Regions from separate parts of the Sus scrofa genome. Here region 1 is linked to region 2. Evidence: chromatin contacts called from public Hi-C data. All regions are on one chromosome and are shown on one strand. Each heading gives the region's core, a stretch centred on a gene start, on an enhancer-like site or on the middle of the called end of the contact. The rest is flanking DNA. Distances are from core to core; before and after follow the strand shown.

Evidence for each region. A called contact is a pair of places that touch in the nucleus more often than the background predicts.
Region 1: a Hi-C map of skeletal muscle shows a contact between it and region 2, with 4 times the contacts expected there. The contact joins two enhancer-like sites. A contact is called at or near these places in 2 of 47 Hi-C or Micro-C datasets (both in skeletal muscle) and 1 of 2 datasets of contacts at active chromatin or transcription factors (skeletal muscle).

The regions. Positions count from the first base shown.
Region 1 is chr1:116,258,115-116,260,814 of Sscrofa11.1, reverse strand. The region is part of intron 14 of PRTG (protogenin); the gene reads right to left. Among named protein-coding and RNA genes, the nearest start is that of PYGO1, 34 kb to the left of the region's middle. Within about 2 kb of position 1,279, at least 11 of the 83 cell types and tissues checked have an H3K27ac peak or open chromatin away from gene starts, as enhancers often do. A contact at or near this core is called in skeletal muscle, where this site is marked.
Region 2 is chr1:116,085,884-116,088,583 of Sscrofa11.1, reverse strand. No RefSeq gene overlaps it. Among named protein-coding and RNA genes, the nearest start is that of PRTG, 45 kb to the left of the region's middle. Within about 2 kb of position 1,408, at least 8 of the 83 cell types and tissues checked have an H3K27ac peak or open chromatin away from gene starts, as enhancers often do. A contact at or near this core is called in skeletal muscle, where this site is marked.

The sequences.
Region 1 (2,700 bases), core at 30-2,529, 170 kb before region 2:
TTATGGGATATTTCAAATATAAGTACAGAGAAAATAACACAATGATTTCAGATTCAACAATTACAATTAGACTTTAAAAATCTAATGTAGAGTCTTTTTTTTCCTCTCAGAAATGTTTAAACCATTTATGGTAATTGTTCTGATAGATGATTTTGTTCTTATTTCTTAAATTAGAAACAGCACAATTATTTTTGCAAGTATTAATATATTTTTTATTCTCCTAATCATTATTTAAGATTTCTTGAATGTTAATAGGCAAGAAAATACTAAAAGTACGTAGAAACCTAAGTGCTGAAGCTCTAGACCTCAGATTAGCATCAAAATTATCACAGCAGCCCGACTAGCATCTACTTCTCTCCAAAAATAATCACTTACACTTACATATATTTTGTACTGAAAGGTCCCTTCTCTGATGGCATTACTGCTATGAAGGAGTTTTACTTGGGCACTGCTATTTCTTGTCGGGGGTGGGGTGGAGGTGTCTTTCCACTCTTGTTCTACCACAGCACAAAAGTATTTTTCCTACAAAAGGGATTCCCACCCTAGGAATTAGTCCTAATATTAAGAAAGAAGGTGTAATAGAAATTCTGTCAGGAAATAGTTCCTGCGCTGCGTTTGTGGATGGATTTTCACAGGAAAACTTAGTTTCCCTAAGGTGCTGCTTCTCATTTTTTCCAGAGGCAGGGCAGCCTTAGAATAGCTTCAGAAGCTTACAAGAGATTTCAGCAGTCACCTCCAGGTCAGAGCTGGCTACTCTAGTGCACTTGCTACAGTGTATTTCATCATGCAAGTTTGATCTTAGAGCTGAGGTCATGATTCAGAGGCCACCTCTGCAGGTCACATGGTGGGAGGTAGCCCAACCCAGTGGCAGCACAAGCAGCTGAACCCAGTTTGTTTTCTTGAGCTCTGGTTTCAACTTGGCCTGGAGAGGGTGTGAGCTACTTGAGTACACAACTGTTAAATAAACAACTGACCCCTATTTAGAATCAGAAAGAGTCTTTCCACTGTTACAAAAGCAACAATGTATTGCAACATGTTACAATTAGCTAGAAGGAAGGATATTTCAATTTCTTCACAAATAGACATATAAATAAACAGAGTTTCCATTTTATCACAGAGTACATTTCATTTTAGAAAGCACTTGGCAAAATCAATCACTACCTGAAATTAAAATTCTTGCACTTAATTTAAATATTACAAGCTGATGAGTATGTGGGTATGCCTGCTCCCTTGTCTCCCAGTCTTCCTTCAGACAAAAAAGGAAACTGTAACATTCCGGTTCTTCTCTGAGCACAGTTAAAGGAGCTTCCAAATATTAAAGCCATCTGACTGTCCCCATATTCTTCCAGCAAACTGTCTCAATTCCTGCTGGTATGATTATTTTGGTCTCTAGCCTTTTACATGTGTCTGAATCTTTAGCAGACTAGAAGTTTCACAGACCAGACAGTGTAATAAGCTCAGCCTTGGATCAATGCTGATCAAATCCTGGCATGTTACCAACTAAGTAATTTGCAACTTGGGGCATGTCACAGAACTTTACTTTCCTTATGAGAGCAATAATTCCCAACTCTTATTGAAACAGGCTGGGACCTGGGACACTCTGCTGCAGTGCTTGTACCTTGACAGAAGTCTCACCTCCTTGAGCAACAAAACACACACACACACACACAAAAAAGAAAACTATAAGGGACTAAAAATAACTGTGTGCATGCACAGTCTGGGGCAAATTATGAACTAAAAGATAAAAAAAAAAAAAAAAAAAAAAACCCAAAAACTCAACTGCCACTTTGGAGGCTTGGGAGGAAAAGCAAGGCACTATGCATGCGCCCTGCACACAGCACCCCTGAGGGAAGGCGGATCGCCTAAGCCAGCCCTTCAGCCCCATGCCAGGACCCATCCCTACCCTGACCCTATTTAAGAGAGCAGCTTGCCCCTCTTAGGGAGTGAGCAAGGGAGCCTGTTACTTGTTTTCACTCCCTTGTGCTGAGTCTTAATAAAGCCTTGCCTGAATTTGGCTGGCCTCTTATCAATTTCTATTGATTAAAGAGTCCAAGAACCCTGGTCAGTAACAATATAATTATTACAAGGATTAAATAAACTATCATGGGCAAGTGTCTGACACACACATATATATGCTCAATGAAAGTAAGTCTTCTTCCTTACTCCTGATCTCCCCTTCTTCCCTTTCTGGAAAACAGAACAATTTTTCACATTTTAACTGCTGAAGGTGGCTAGCATAATACTTTATACAAATAATTCTCAGTAAATATCAACTGAATTTATATTAAAATATGAGATGTGTGTTACAAAAGGAATGTTCAGTTAAAATATAAAAGCAAAGGGTGAGATTCAAGGTTGTGCAACAGGAGGGAACCTGGGACTATTTGTTGCAGTGGCTGCAATGCTTGCACCTGTACAAACATCTCTTTGAGCAACAACATACAAACGAAACTCTAAGGGACTAAAAATTATATGGGGCAGTTGGAGCAAATTATGGGCAAGAGGATACAAAAAACCTAAAAAGTCAATTGCCACTTCTGAAGAGTGCAGAGCAAAACCAGGGTGACAGAAGCAAAAGTAGAGTCTATGTCCTGCACACACCACCACCAAAGGGGTGGAAAGACCACCTAAGCCACCCCTCTTGCCCAACCCCTGGACCCATTCCTACAGTTGCTCCATATAAGGACCAGCCCCCACTGT
Region 2 (2,700 bases), core at 159-2,658:
CTGTAATAGAGCAGAGAGAAACCTGTTCTGCCTGCACCACTTTGCCATAAATGGGGAATCATCATGTCTTTTTTTTTTTTTGAATGATTTAAAAAAAAATCTTGCATAGGGTCTGCAAGTAATTTTTTCCTCTTCAAAATGGAGGCATCCTAAATGTTCAGCTGAAGCTGGTACCCCAGAGAAGAAAGTTTTGACAACCTAACATTTGAAAAGTCAAAACCAGTCTACACGATAATTTGATTTAGCCCATTAACTTTCCAGACTGCAGATCAAATACATGTTTAGTGCTTACCCATGTAAAGGAGGTATAGGGCTCACATGAAGAACAGATAATACATTTATATCTTCTGCCTCTTTTTTTTTTTTTCCAGAGCCGAACTCCGGGCATATGGAGGTTCCCAGGCTAGGGGTCCAATTGGAGCAGTTGTTGGCAGCCTATACCACAACCACAGCAACACCAGATCTGAGCTGTGTCTGTGAACTACACGACAGCTACGGCAATGCCAAATCCTTAACCCACTGAGCAAGGCCAGGGATCGAACCCATCACCTCACGGTTCCTAGTCAGATTCATTTCCACTGCGCCACAACAGGAACTCCTCTTCTGCTTTCTAAAAGCTTAAATTTATGTACTTAAGAGGGAAAAGCCAGGATAATCTATTGGAACATTAACTATTTCAGATAATTCATCTAACTTTTTCTCTCCTCCTCCTCTTCCATCCTTCCATTTCCTTCTTCCCTCCCTCTTCTGTTTCTTTAACTCTTGAGAAAAATCAAAAAGTGGAAGAGAGGGCATTTTTATCTCTGATTCACCTGAACATAACCAGGACCAGCCTTGTGTAAAATTAAGACTTTGGTCCTACTGGCCTTTCGTTGTTCTGTCCTGCTCAGTCTCCACAATGCTGATCCTGCTCAGAGTAACCCAAGATGACTAGGAAACAGCACTTTCTGGGCCTCTCCAGCCTAGCCTCTGCCAGGGATCTGAGGCTGCAAAATTCTATCTGTGATCTCCGATGACGTGTCAAGGAGGCAATTGCCAGTGTCAGTGGCCATTTTTGCCCCCTGAATGGCATGCAAATGGCTGCCTGCGGGTGCAATTTGACAGCACAGTCTCCCTGGTATCTGCAGTTTTGCTTTGGAGCAAAGGGACAGAAAACAGTGGGGAAGCTGACCCGGTTGGATTTCACTCCCTATCCTTTTCATAAATATGGAGGACTGTCTGTAAGAACATGATTTTGATGCCCTGGAAGCAAGCAGGGAAGTGGAAAATCCTCCCCCCACTCCCCGCCCCATCACTCTCAGGAAAACATGAGCACCACAATTTTCCCAGTCAGTTCAGAGGCAGCTAGCTGCTGGGCGGGCCAGCTTTCAGGCTCCTCTGCAAAGCAGAGGGGAGGTGAACAAATGGCTGGCCACACCTCTGCTGCAAACCTGAATGAGTGGTGCCACCTCCTGGCAGAGATGGCCTCCGGGTGGAGGCGGGGAAAATGTGGCAGTCATTCTGTTTTGGGCACCAGAAGGTTCAGAGCTGGAAATCACAGGACTTGTTCCAATCCCATCTGTCTTTGCTTTACAGGAGAAGAAAACCAAGGTCTGGAAAAGGGACATGAAATCAGTGGCAGAGCTGAGGCTGAGGCACTAAATCTGTTGAATACTTACCAAGGGCAGAACCCTGTGCAAAGCACCTTACATGCTCACAGCAACTCTGTGAGGAAGATGCCTGCCGTCCTCTCCTGTTTTCCAGATAAGACTAGTGAGGGCAAAAGTTTCAGGAGATGCTGAATAGGGGACCACGTCCCCTGCTACCTTTCTGTTACTTCCCAGCTGCCTTTCAGACACATGGATGTCACATGCAACAGAGATTAAGCCTGGGCTCCAGTGTATCTGGAAAAAAGGCTGCTCATTTTTGCTCTGAATAACCCAGATGGCCGTGCTCACTGGCCCTGAGAGCCTGGATTGAAACAGGCAGGTTCTGTGGGAAGGGAGGGGACACTGGGAACCGTGCAATGGAATCTCGAGGAAGCAAGTGGTTCCTGAGAAGTCAATCAATAACTAACACTCATGAGATACCCAGTTCTCTCCGTCAGCATTCTCATAAGTGTCAGACCAGCTTCTTATTTGGAAAATATGGTTCCTATGTGGGACACAGTGGAAACCCAGCAGACACTTGAGAAATGAATTGTTCCAGAAGGGAATGTGGAAATCATCTGCCCATTCAGTGCTGCAACTCTCCTTCCCTTGCCCCCCCCAATATACACCATCCAACACCCAGCCCCCAACACACACAAACTCCTCTCCAATTCCTTATTTGGCTTGAATGTCTCCAGGAAGCATTATTTTCAGAGGTGGTCACTTTTCAGTAAGTGGTTATTAAAATTATTCCTGCTGTTCAATCCATTTGTCTTCTGACAATTGTACTTCTGGTCCTAATTCTGACCTCTTGGGCAACACAGGACCAGTTCTTTGAAATTTCCACTGTTCCTCTCTTTCAGGTTAAATATTCTCGGTTTCTTTCATGCCTTCCTTTCATGTCTTTGATGCCTTTCTTTCTTTCTTTCTTTCTCTTTCATCTCTCTTTCATGTCTCTCTTCCTTTCCTTTCCTTTCCTCCCTCCCTCCCTTCCTTTTTTTTCCTTTCTGTCTTTCTTTCCCAACCCATGACCTATGGAGTTCCTGGGCCATGGATCAGATCAGAGCTGCAG